Linked DNA regions of Mus musculus: regions 1, 2 and 4 are each linked to region 3. A link is a contact called in public HiChIP or PLAC-seq data. All regions are on one chromosome and are shown on one strand. Each heading gives the region's core, a stretch centred on a gene start, on an enhancer-like site or on the middle of the called end of the contact. The rest is flanking DNA. Distances are from core to core; before and after follow the strand shown. Region 1 holds the start of Chd2 (chromodomain helicase DNA binding protein 2). Region 2 holds the start of Chaserr (CHD2 adjacent suppressive regulatory RNA). Region 3 overlaps Slco3a1 (solute carrier organic anion transporter family, member 3a1). Region 4 has its middle 8.5 kb from the start of Gm30149.

What was found. HiChIP or PLAC-seq counts read pairs in DNA pulled down with a chosen protein or histone mark.
Region 1: an H3K4me3 HiChIP or PLAC-seq map of embryonic limb bud shows a contact between it and region 3, with 5 times the contacts expected there. The contact joins the promoter of Chd2 here to the enhancer-like site in region 3. A contact is called at or near these places in 2 of 39 promoter capture datasets (hippocampal neurons and maxillary cranial neural crest), 16 of 484 Hi-C or Micro-C datasets (the N1E-115 cell line, Sertoli cells, adipose-derived mesenchymal stem cells and 12 more) and 11 of 115 datasets of contacts at active chromatin or transcription factors (astrocytes, craniofacial prominence, differentiating embryonic stem cells and 8 more).
Region 2: an H3K4me3 HiChIP or PLAC-seq map of embryonic limb bud shows a contact between it and region 3, with 3 times the contacts expected there. The contact joins the promoter of Chaserr here to the enhancer-like site in region 3. A contact is called at or near these places in 4 of 39 promoter capture datasets (embryonic stem cells, hippocampal neurons, maxillary cranial neural crest and 1 more), 6 of 115 datasets of contacts at active chromatin or transcription factors (astrocytes, craniofacial prominence, differentiating embryonic stem cells and 3 more) and 1 of 9 other capture datasets (embryonic stem cells).
Region 4: an H3K27ac HiChIP or PLAC-seq map of SST interneurons shows a contact between it and region 3, with 4 times the contacts expected there. The contact joins two enhancer-like sites. A contact is called at or near these places in 1 of 484 Hi-C or Micro-C datasets (embryonic fibroblasts) and 15 of 115 datasets of contacts at active chromatin or transcription factors (SST interneurons, VIP interneurons, bone marrow-derived macrophages and 12 more).

Annotation. Positions count from the first base shown.
Region 1 is chr7:73,540,184-73,543,157 of GRCm38.p6, forward strand. Chd2 (chromodomain helicase DNA binding protein 2) reads right to left here and starts at 1,563. Exons shown (of 39, transcript NM_001081345.2): 1 at 1,063-1,563; 2 at 589-721. The coding sequence starts at 650. Chaserr (CHD2 adjacent suppressive regulatory RNA) reads right to left here. Exons shown (of 5, transcript NR_037569.1): 5 at 1-2,974.
Region 2 is chr7:73,557,050-73,559,749 of GRCm38.p6, forward strand. It overlaps Chaserr (CHD2 adjacent suppressive regulatory RNA), which reads right to left and starts at 1,346. Exons shown (of 5, transcript NR_037569.1): 1 at 990-1,346. RefSeq lists a cis regulatory region at 828-1,917.
Region 3 is chr7:74,352,101-74,355,020 of GRCm38.p6, forward strand. The region is part of intron 3 of Slco3a1 (solute carrier organic anion transporter family, member 3a1); the gene reads right to left. Among named protein-coding and RNA genes, the nearest start is that of Slco3a1, 200 kb to the right of the region's middle. Within about 2 kb of position 1,346, at least 23 of the 459 cell types and tissues checked have an H3K27ac peak or open chromatin away from gene starts, as enhancers often do. A contact at or near this core is called in SST interneurons and embryonic limb bud, where this site is marked.
Region 4 is chr7:73,615,897-73,618,651 of GRCm38.p6, forward strand. No RefSeq gene overlaps it. Among named protein-coding and RNA genes, the nearest start is that of Gm30149, 8.5 kb to the left of the region's middle. Within about 2 kb of position 1,370, at least 332 of the 459 cell types and tissues checked have an H3K27ac peak or open chromatin away from gene starts, as enhancers often do. A contact at or near this core is called in SST interneurons and embryonic limb bud, where this site is marked.

The DNA of each region.
Region 1 (2,974 bases), core at 313-2,812, 810 kb before region 3:
ATTGTCACGTGTATCAAAAGAAACAATCAAAAATATAAACTGAAAGGCATCAGTCAAGGGGTCCTATTTGTGATTGTGTTTTTAAATGTACATTTTTTCATTCATATAACTTTCTCAAATGTCTATTTACTATAATTTACTACTACCAGGCTGCTCTATGGCCCTCGGTTACAAGTTTGAATATCCCAGATTCTTCAAAGAAAAAAATTTGCCTTGTATGTAAAATGGTGCAATGCAGCAATGGCTAAACAGACAAGGTCATTTTTCTGCAGCATGAAAACCTAAAACCTGAAAATTTACTGACAGAAAAACTACAGTTTCTAGGAAAGGCCCCTCCGGAGAAAAGTACATTACCTTCTGAATGCTGTAAGAGGCCTTAAGTCACAACTCAACTTTCATAAATTGATACCAAAAAATCAGGGTGTGGCATGTTAGCAATCTCAAGGTCACGCTTTAAAAACCAACCCAAGTTAGAAAATTCTTGAAATACAGACAGCAATCCATGTCTGTCAAAGTAAACAAGTGTAAGCTGAGGTTTCCCGAAAAAAAAAAAAAAAGAAAGAAAGAAAGAAAGTTGATAGCTCATACCTCGATGCATTGCTGTGTAGCGAACTGTCCTCCTCTTGGCTTTTGTCCTTATTTCTCATCATCTTTTAATTCTTAAATATTAAGGGGGAGGGGGAATCTGTGTTTGCTTTGAAGTCCTGTGCCCAGGTATTTACTGTCAAAAGTTGAAAGAAAGGTGAGGTCCCAGCTTCTGCGGATGGTTTTATTATCAGGAACAAAGTCCTGACGATGTTAGCGATATTCATGTAATGCAACAACGATAAACACCAGAAAAACAAAATATTTCTATTTTTCCGTTTTAAAATGAGAGGGGGATAAACTGAACGACAGAAGCATCACTATCAATAAGGAAAGTTTCTCAAAAGTAACACACTGGATACAAATAACAATCTCTCTATCTTATTGCGTCATCCAGGAATTTCTCATATTTACAGTAAATAAAGCCAAGTTCAACATTAATTTTTTTAAAATTATCACTGATTATCATGGACTTACCTGATCCATGTAGTAGGTCCAAAGCAAGAGTCCTATCTAGTAGTAGAAAAATATCCGATCCAAAATAATTTTTAAAAACGCAAAATTCTCCGTTAAAAAACAAAAAGTAAATGAAATAATCCTCAAATATGTTGACTTGTCAAAAAATAAAGCAATAATTAATACTAAAACAGGTCCGGAAGGGGAAAAAAAAACCTCATTAGGAGAGCGCACAAAAATGGAGGTGCGCCATGGCTTCTAAGCTGGAAAAAACAACGACCTGGGCTCTCAATACGGCAGCTTCTTCCAACAAGGCACGAAAAGAAAGCTCCTAAAAGCAGCTTTTCTCCCAAAAAAAGGTTCGGATCGACCCCAGTAAGTCACTAGAAGAGGCAGGGGGCTGCGGGGGCCCCCTGAGGCTGCCCGAAAGTTAGGGAAAGTTGCGTAAAGTGAACCGAAGCAGGGAGCAAAGCGCGCTCTCTCTAAGGCACAGCCGCCATCTAGAGCCTCCTTCCCAGCTCTGAGAGCTCTGCCTTTGATTGACACTCTCTACATTTACCCCACAACTCAGGTGATGTACCATAGACCCACCCCTTCATCTCCACCAAAAAAAAAAAAAAAAGAAAGAAAGAAAGAAAAAGAACCAGATTCTCCATCCAAGAGAGCCAGAAGACCCCCAACTCCACACCTCCCTGCCCCTCCAGACCACTCCATCAGAGGGAGGGGGAAGGGCTTCTTAACCCCCTCTGGCTCAAGCACCCTTTTTAAGCCAGAGAGAAATGTAATTTGTTCCTTTTGTCTAAAGATCTGCTAAATATTTCAGTCCTTGAGCTAAAATAACTTCCTCCCTGGACAGGAAGTGGAGTTTTATCAAGCCATTTTGAAATAAAGATAATTTCAAGAGACTCTAAAGCTCAGTTTAAGAACTAATCTTTAAAATAATTAACACCCCACCATGGGTAAAATGGCTTGTAAATAGAAGCAACATTTCAACACCATAAATTAAATCAACTCTTGCCTTCTTTATGGTGCCTAAAAACATCTAAAGATTAAGGGGGAATTTTCCACCTCAACTGGAAGGAAGGGGTAATTTTTTACAACTCAAGAGCGCCTCCCTAGTGTTCAACTGCAGTAGAGCAAAAGTTAATACAACCATTTTCCCCCCCAGAAGAAACAAACTTCTTTGTAAACCATTAATCTTGGAAGTGCCACACATCAAACATATTTACTTCTTACATATATTTGGGCATAATTAATAACTTCGAATTCAAGAAATTACACCAACCTTGGTCACCTTTAAATCAAACACTCAACCTCAACTCCAAAATCAAAAGAACCCTTTCACTCATGTTTGAAATCGAATTCTAAGTACACTCACATTTCATCAATCACCGCCACTTAAATAGGCCACATCTACCAGCCAATTATCAACTGTCAAAGACAAACCCCCTCCAGATGGAAGCACGAGGTCTATAGAAACAAAATTACAAATGCAACAAAGTATTCTCTCCCATGCACACAAGTAACCAACCACATACAAATGCCGAAAAAACTAAAAACATTCCTTTACTGAACCCTACTGGTCAAAACCATGACACTCCAGCAAACGAATTCATTTTAGTTTCACTACCAAACGTAATTATGTTAAATCTAAGAAAATGTAAAAAATCAGTTTCAAGTCTACAAACATATTTCCATCAAAATCCAAAAACTCAAGTTTTCAATTTACAAATATCAACCACCTCACATCATCCAAAGAACAAACACTGCATCTGTATTAACCACAGATGTGTATTCTAAGGTAGTTTACATTAATAACAGACTATTTCATTCTTTGTTCTATATACTGAGAAAAACACCACCAATCGTCATTTGGTCAACAAAGTCCCCATCACTGCTTTATCAAATTTATTACCAAAGTAGCAATCAATGA
Region 2 (2,700 bases), core at 96-2,595, 800 kb before region 3:
TGCAACAAATATGGCCCCTCTTCATCGCCCATCAATGGCAGTCTTACTTCAGGATTTACACTAAGTAACTTAAAGAGCTCTGCTTTTAGAATATTTCTTAACTTTTACGGCCAAGGTTTCTAATAGTATACACTCTCTTTTAAACAAGATGAATTTTAACTTGTAAAGGGTCGGAACCGCCTCAAGTTAGATTTAACATTCAAGTGAGAAGTTGCTGATAACGGCTTTACCTACTCATTTAAAAAAGTATCAAACAGTACGGTTATGTTCAAGTATCAGGATGTCAAATGGTCTTAACGAAAGTTCTCGGTAAAAATAAGCTGTATTCATCAAACGCCATCATCTTGCACCATAATTATCAAATCTACTTCCTTTAAACTGCCTTGTTGCCGTCGTCATTTTTGAAATACTAGATGCACTCCTGTAACTTGCCTTTTCTAAAAGACAACAAACGTCACGGACGTTTAACAAGCTGAAAGGTACCTTTGCATCTAGAACACTAACAGCCGTTCTCAAAAGCAGCTTAGAAAGAGTTAAAAGCCAACACCCAACAGGGAGAAGGGGGGAAAAAGACAAGTTTTATTTTGGTTTAAGCGAAGTGAGAGGTTCCATTGTTCTTTTAGATCCGACCCCAAAGATGGGTTCCCACCTCACTGGAAAAGATTTTTAAAAGCCCATCAACGGAGGATTGTTGTTATTTCTCGCTAAGTATCGAAGTAACTCACCAGAGCAAGCAGGGGTTCCACGGCGCGGCCGCCGCCCTCTCCCCGCTGGCTCGGACCGCAGCGCGGCGCCCGGCTGGGTATGCAGCGGGAACGCGGTGGCCCGACCCCGTGCTCCCGTGGCATCGGCCCTCCGCGGCAGTGCCCGGGGCTGCGTGTGCAGAGCCAGCCGGCAGCCACCCGCCGCCCCTCCCGCCCGCGCTCAAGGACGTCGTGCTTTTCCTCCCAAGGACAAAGGACAATAAAGGGAGCAGGGGAGCTACTCACCGGGTCGAAGCGCGGCCCCTGCCGCCATCGGCTCGCTCTTCCTCGCGTGTCCAGGACGGGTCGCCCGCCGCAGCCTCCCGCCCGCGGCGCGAAGCCGCCTCCCGGCCGCGCGCGACACCAGCACCGCCGCTGCCGCAGCGGAGCCACGGGCGTCGTGGGCCCGGCCTCCCCGGGCGCTCCGGCCGCGAGCTCCCACATCGCGCGCGGCCGCCTCGCCCCAGCCGCGGCCTCCCCGCTCTCCCAGAGCCCTCCAGGACGCCGGGGTAGCGCTCCCAGCGCAGCGGCGAGCCCACGGGCCGCGGCAGACCGCCTGACAGCTGGGCTTGCTGCTGCCTCTCCGGCCATCTTGTGCCGTGTGTGGTGTCTCTCCCGTCTCCTCGCTCGGCTTTCCTCCCTCCTCCTCCTCCCCCCGCCCCACACACCACACAACATGGCCTCTTCGCTGCGGCGGGAGCTGCGGCGGCGGCTAGAGCTCCGCGGCGCTCCAGCTCGCTCCCCTCCCCCAACCTCCCGCCTGCAGCTCCGGGACCCCCAGTGCGCACGCGCGCCGACACCCGCCCGCGGCGGCCATTGGCTGGGCTAGCTTCCTGCCCTCGCTTCCCGGAGCGGCATCACGCACTTCGTTCGTACCTTCCTCCCGCCCCAACTGCATACTATTGGTCAGTTCTGAACCCACCGCTTCCATGTTCTCAGCACCAATAGGGCTTATTTAATGCCAATCATAGCCCGTGGGCGTTTCAGGAGAGAAGTCCTGACCTGCGATTGGCAGATAGTGAAACTCTGGGTTTGCGGGGAGAGACGTAACTTTCTGCTCCGCAGTGCGGACCCTCGAAGGTAGTTTGTGTACGGACGAGCCATTAAAAGCTAACCTTTCCTGTTTCTGACTTGAGATTTTTTTCGTCCACAAAGGAAGAGGAAGTGATAGAGCGAAAACGACATGATTGACAAGATAAGCAAAAACTGCAGAACCTTCCTTCTTGGGCAAGCGCCATAGCCTCAGGATTTTTTGCCCCTAAGGAACCAGACCACAGGCAGGTTATGACCAGCACATTCGCTAACCTAATATCTGACTTGATATACCACTTATTTGAGGTAATCTAGTAGCATGCCCAGTAGTCCTGAGGGCCTAACAAACCAGCCTCTTAATTCTGATTAGCTGGATCCCACATTTTAGGGCAGCGTTGTTGAAGTGGTAGTTTAAACATGTCTATCCAGCTTTCCCCCAGAGAATTACACAGTACAAGCTTCATTTCCTCTCAAAAACTCCACTCTTTTACATTTCTTCTTCCCACTTCTGCCTGGAAACAAGTTTAGGCAGAATACAAATGAATCTCTGAACCGTCTGTCCTCAAGTATCTAAGGAAGTTGTTCTCGCACAGAAGCGGAATGTGGAAATGTTTCTTTTGGCAAGGGGCTAGGGGAAAAGAAAATATGCTATTAGTTTCCATGAGGGAAAAACACTTTTAAGAAGGGGCTTGCTTGTTGAGATGAGAGGAACAGTTCTAAAATTCTCTTGAAACTTAGTTTGCTCCTGGGTTAAAAATCACATTACTTGATCATGGACCACAAAAGTCGTTCTAGTTCCCTTTTGGAGGGGTGTGGAATCAGGTCTCTTTAACATAGTGTTGGCTGTCCTGATGTTTTTTAACGTTAATTTGAGCGTGTGTATGTGTCTGTCTGTCTGTCCACATTAAGTGTCACAGCACTTAAT
Region 3 (2,920 bases), core at 96-2,595:
CCAATCACTCTCGTTTACTCAGACACATCAATATACCGATGACATAAGAGTGGGATGGTGACTCAGGCCGAGGAGAAGCAGGTTGACAGAGAAAGGGCTCAGCAGCCACTTGCTTACCCTTGGATACTCTAGGCGCTTAGGGAAAAAGGATTTTCATTTTCAAGGGGGTTCTGTCAGTCAAAAGGGAGAGACTTTGAAAGAAATGAAACCGTACCACAATCTTCCATCTGTGCCTGTGTGGGATATGTCTGTCAGGAGATGGGACAGAGCTGAGATTGTCTTTGCAAGTGTCTCAGACATGTATAGACTCTCCCTCCTTAGAAGACCCATTTCTTTATTTGTGTGTGCACGCATGTTTTATGTGTGTTTTTTTTTTTTTTTTTTGGCATGGGCACAAGGGTGTGTCCATGCCCCCTTGGAGTTCAGAGCATGATAACCACATATATTCTTCTGTTGTCTTCTGTACTTTATTGCCTTGAGACAGGGCCTCACACTGACCTGGAAGCTTGCCGCTTTGGCTGGGCTGGCTGGCTATCATGCTCTGGGGATCTGTCTGTCTGTCACTGCCCTCCAATACTGGGGCTTTAAGCATTGTGTAGCTTTGCCTGGCTTTTACACACGGGTGCTGGGGATTCAAACTCAAGATCTTCAGCTCACATAGAAAGTCTTCTACCCACTTAGCCATCTCTCCTAACCCAGCAAGTGGCTTAGGCCTACTTGTGTCCTGTTTTGGCATCTAGACTCTGGATTGCTTTTATTGTTTTTTAGTTCTGTTGTACAAAGGAAGCAAGATGCTAACAGTTGTTTGTCACCTCTGAAAAGAGCAAGTGACTACAAGGAGCCTATCAGGGCTCTGTCCCCATTTCTAAGGTAAAAAAGAAGAAAATCAGATGAAGCAGGCTGAAGCCAGCACACATCTCATTAACAGGCCTACCCACGAGACTGTGAGAACTCTGGCTCAAAGCAAATTGGGGACAGTCCCTTCTTTCTCTTGGGCCATATACTAAAGGCCATTATGGCTCTCCGGGTATTTTTAAGTTCATGTACCTATTTGCTTAAAGTATATCAGACTTTTGCTATGGGACTCGGGAATTTCAAGAGTATCATTAAGTGACAAACCTAATTAGAAAGTGGAGGTGGTGAGGGTGTGGGGCATTCCATATCCCAGCCATCCAGCTAATGAGTCCACCAAACTGAAGGAAGCTGGCTGCGGCGCTAGTCCTCTCAAAAAGCAGAGGAGGAAGCCTAGCTGGTGACCTTTTCCCATAAGCACATGGGCTATAGCATCTTGTTGCAGCTACCAATGCCATGCAGCTGTCTGCAGGGCCAGCTGGTGTGCGCGTGACTCTGGAATGGTGTCCACATGTGTGCTGGTGACGTTCAAACAACTAGGAAAAGATCCATGGGAGGGAGTAAACTTGATTAAGTACAGGTTTCAGTGAGGCAAGTTGCTAGGCTGAGAGAAAGAGTTGAGAATCAGGGCTGAAAGCATGCTGGATCCCTTGGTAACTGCAGACGCTAGTAGACTTCACAGATGCGCCATAGTATCTAACCTTTATAGCACGCTTCCTATATTCAAGACATTGTCTGGGTTGAATGTGTGGTTTTCTTGCATTAGCCACACACAGTCTCAAGGAGGAATGGCTGCCCCAGGATCACAGAGCTCACGGGAGTATGATCTGGATTCACAGGATTCTAGACTCTCAGGGCACACAATGCCTTATCAAATAGAAGCTACACTTCCCGACAAGGTCCCAAGTTCCCAACAAGACAGCACAGGCACACCTTTAATAACTGTTTAACCGTGGCAGCTGCTGTTCCTAAATCTCCCTGCAATAAACCCACACGGCTAATGCTGGTCGATTCAGTGCTTGGGGGCACACCCTGAAACCGAGCCCCGTCGTCAAGGTTCTGTGTTCACGGTCAAACTTTAGTTTCAACAAGACATTCTGAAGAGAGATCTCTGCAAGTCTCATCCCTTCTTCCCCAGCCCTCACAGGATGGAGCAGTGGAGCCACACAGAATCAAACCCAGATGAAAGGCCAGCCACCGAGTCCCATGCCTAAGCCTGACCAGATGAGCCTCTGCTGCCCACCTCCACCCCCTCTTGGGGCTCTTCTGCCACTCTGCTGGCTCATTCCTGCAAGTAACCTGCTCTCCTGCTCCCACAGCTGCACTGACTCCCAGGCCCCAGGCAAGCCTCCTTTCTCTTGGCGCTGTTGCTTCCTTAGCAACCTCCGTGTCAGGGGAAAGTACACTTTCCTTCCATTTGTCCCACAGTACGGGCCTTCCATAGACACCTTTGCCACCTCCACATAAATTCCAGGGAAGGCAGGGATTGCTTTCCCTGCATGCTCCCCAACCCCAGATTCCAGAGATGCATGTGGCTCTAGGCATACAGGCATTCATGTAGAGTATAACATTTGTATATGGTGGGCAGCCCTAAAGAAGAGCTATCCTTAGGACCCTTAAAGGACATAGAAATCCTGCCTCAAAATACAGCCAAATGCACCAGACACGACAAGGTTCTGCCACAAGGGCAGAAACAATGAAAATTGCTTGGAAAGGAGATTTTCCTGGTTGAGTCCCTAACTAGTGGTGCTCTTCTGCCCTCTAGTGATGATAATCAGCACTGACTTTCATGTACCTTCAAGAAGCTGTGGGACTCACAGACATCCTCTCTTAGCAAAGGTTCTCTGGTCACCTTGTGCTCAGGAAGGCTGCCATCAGTAAGACATGGAGACAGTAAGGAAAAGTGTCCATCTGAGGTGTACACAGAGGCATTAATGCCAATCAAGGGTGGAGGAGGTCGCTTAACTTCTCACAGGGCTTAGGGGACAAGAAGAGATGATGACAACTCGAAGGGGTCCTTAGTGCTGTCATCCTCTTGGCAAGCTGAGGGCCTGTAGGTGATAGGTTA
Region 4 (2,755 bases), core at 120-2,619, 740 kb before region 3:
AGCTCAGTGTAGAATACTGCCACACACACACAAAAATTAAAGTCAGCATCCATTCATGAAAGAATGGCTAATAGTTAATTATATTTATCTGTTTTAACACTATGTAGATTCTAAAATGTTTAAGAATAAAACAAACATTTTTCTTTAATTGTTATGTGACTAAGTGAGCAGGAGGGGTCAGCAAGAGCGTGGAGGTCAGAGATTATACCGCAGGCAAGTATAAACTTTTCTCCCACCCACGTGTTCTTTGAGATGGAACGCAGGTAAACCGGCTTGCAGCCAGCAAGGACTTTACCAGCGGATCCCTCACCCCTTTAAAGACGGATTCTATAATGAAGCCCAGACTAACCTCCAACTCCTGCATTTCTCCTGCTCTCGCCTCCCAAGTGTCGGTTGGGATTGTGTGTGCATGCCACCAATCCCGACCATAAATCTTGAAGAGTCTTACTAACAAGAAAATTGTACATTTGTACTGTAGTGCAAAATGTCGACAACAAAGCTATATGTGCATCATGTAATCAACGACACAATTTGTCTTACAGTGGTAATTCTTGCGAATGGGATTCTGGGTGATATTTTTCATTATAGTTTTCATGTGTTTTGTTTTGTTTTTATTCAGCATTTGAAATAAAACTTTCTGAGAGACGGGTGATGTGGGGGCCTCAGGATCCTAAGGTCACATTTAGCCACATCTCCTAGCTCCTGAAAAAAAGCATTTTAAAATAAAGGTAGTAAAAGGAGGTAGCAGATTCCACATGCAGTGTTCATCTTCCACAGAAAACTAATCTATGCGGAGGGCTAAAAGTATTTGAGCTATTTCTTGGAAGATGGCATCTTCACATTTTCTTAAATTCCTTTTAAGTTTGTTATAATACTTCATTAAAAAGTCAGAGATACGTTTTATATCAGGAAGTCTGCGCTAATGAAATTCTGGAGACAACATTTTAAAACCCTAGGAACGTTCATGTGTGACAACTGTAAAAAGAGTTGCAGGCGACTGAGTCTGAACCATTCCTATGAAGGAGAAAGCAAGGAAACCCGGAAAAATATAGGAAGTCGGCCATTATGCTGCTGGTCGAGGAACTGCTACAGACAAAGCTGTATTCTTTCCTTAGGCCTAGGAGAGGAAAGATTAGAGCCCTTTGTGTTTCGGAATTCCATTCCTTAACTCTGCGGCCCCTGGCACTAATGGTGACTGGGAGTCGTTACGCAGTGTTTTGGTTCCTCAGAGGGCTCAAGTGCTTTCGGGAATGCCTGCCAATACAATTCACAAGAACACAAAACCTAAGGAGTGGGGTGAAGTAGGTCCCCAAATCCCTTCGTCAAAAATGCACATTTAAGCTTGGGCTCCGCCCACCCCCCAGTCATTGATGTCACTGTCTCACTTGTAGTTTACCACTTAATATCGATGCTGTTTTGATCACGAGCTTGGAGATTTGTCTTAAGCTACTCTCCTCCCTCCCTCCCAACTAACACCGTAATAGTTCCGCATTTTATCCAAAATATTTATTAATTAAACTTCTAAGGTCCTTGGGAGCCAGGTGCTATTTAGAGGGGAGGGGTCTTATTATTTTGAGATAGGCCAAAGGCCTCATAAATCGCAAATATGGGAAAGAATTTGAAACCTATTCTAAAAGGCTTTCAAATCCCAAGGCGACAAATGTCTTATTCTAAATATACCATCACATTCAGAGTAACGTGTGTTAACTTATTTAAAAAGATATAAAACCCAACAAAACCTCACATCTGCGATCCTCAGGCCCATCTAAAATAAATTCCACCGGTCAGGAATGTCTACGGGGTGGGGCAAGTAGAGTTACACGGATTTGGGCAGGAAGGGGAGGCTTCAGGCTTTCGCAGCAATTCCAGGATACTAGACAATTATGCCTAATTTCCTACGTTTTAATACATACAAAACCAGATTTCCCTTTCTTTCTTTTCTTTTTTTTTTTTTTTTTTTTGCTTTTTTTCACAAAAGCCAAACAGACAAGCTTGGATTCTGCCACACTGGCCGCCCCTACAGTGAGGAGGTCCCGAAGCGCCCCGGGGTGGATAGGGGTGGGGTGTGGTCCACCTCCCAGCAGGTTCCATCTCTACCATTGCTGACCCCGGCGGGGTCCACGGTCAGCATTTTTCCTGCTCTTGCTCGCTGTTGGCCTCGCCCTGATCTAATCGCTCCCCTAGGAGGTCGACAACGCTCAGAGGACAAATGCAAAGCGGACAAAGCAAATTAAGGAAAGGCGCCGCGAAGGCCCAAAGGGAGTCCTGGATCCCGGCCAGGGGTCTCGTGATGGGCGCGCTGGCGACCGCACCCTGGGCCTGTCCAAGCGGCCTCCCAAGCTGGCGGAAGCCGGCTACGCCCCGCAGGCTGGGCCCCGACCGGCCCTTCCACTCCGCCCTTCGGGACGCTCCGGGTTCCGAGGGCGCAGGCAAGGCGCCCATCCCCCGCGGCGCCATCTTGTTGTTTTCGTGCATTCCTCCTCCTCCTCCTCCTCGCCCCATCCCCACCCCACCCCACCCCATCCCGGCCACGTGGCGCGCGGCTGCGGAAGAGAAGGCCCCAGCCCAACTTCCGGCCAGACCGGTTCCAGCCGGTTGCGGGACTCAGACGCGCGGCTGCCCCCTGGTGGCCGGACGCGGCGCAGCGGGCCACGCCTTGCCTCCTCCGCCATTTGCTGCGCGGCGCGAGGCACGTCCACACTCTGCCGCCGCCGTCGTCATCCGCCGCCATCCCGAGGGTGCGCGGGTTGCGAGG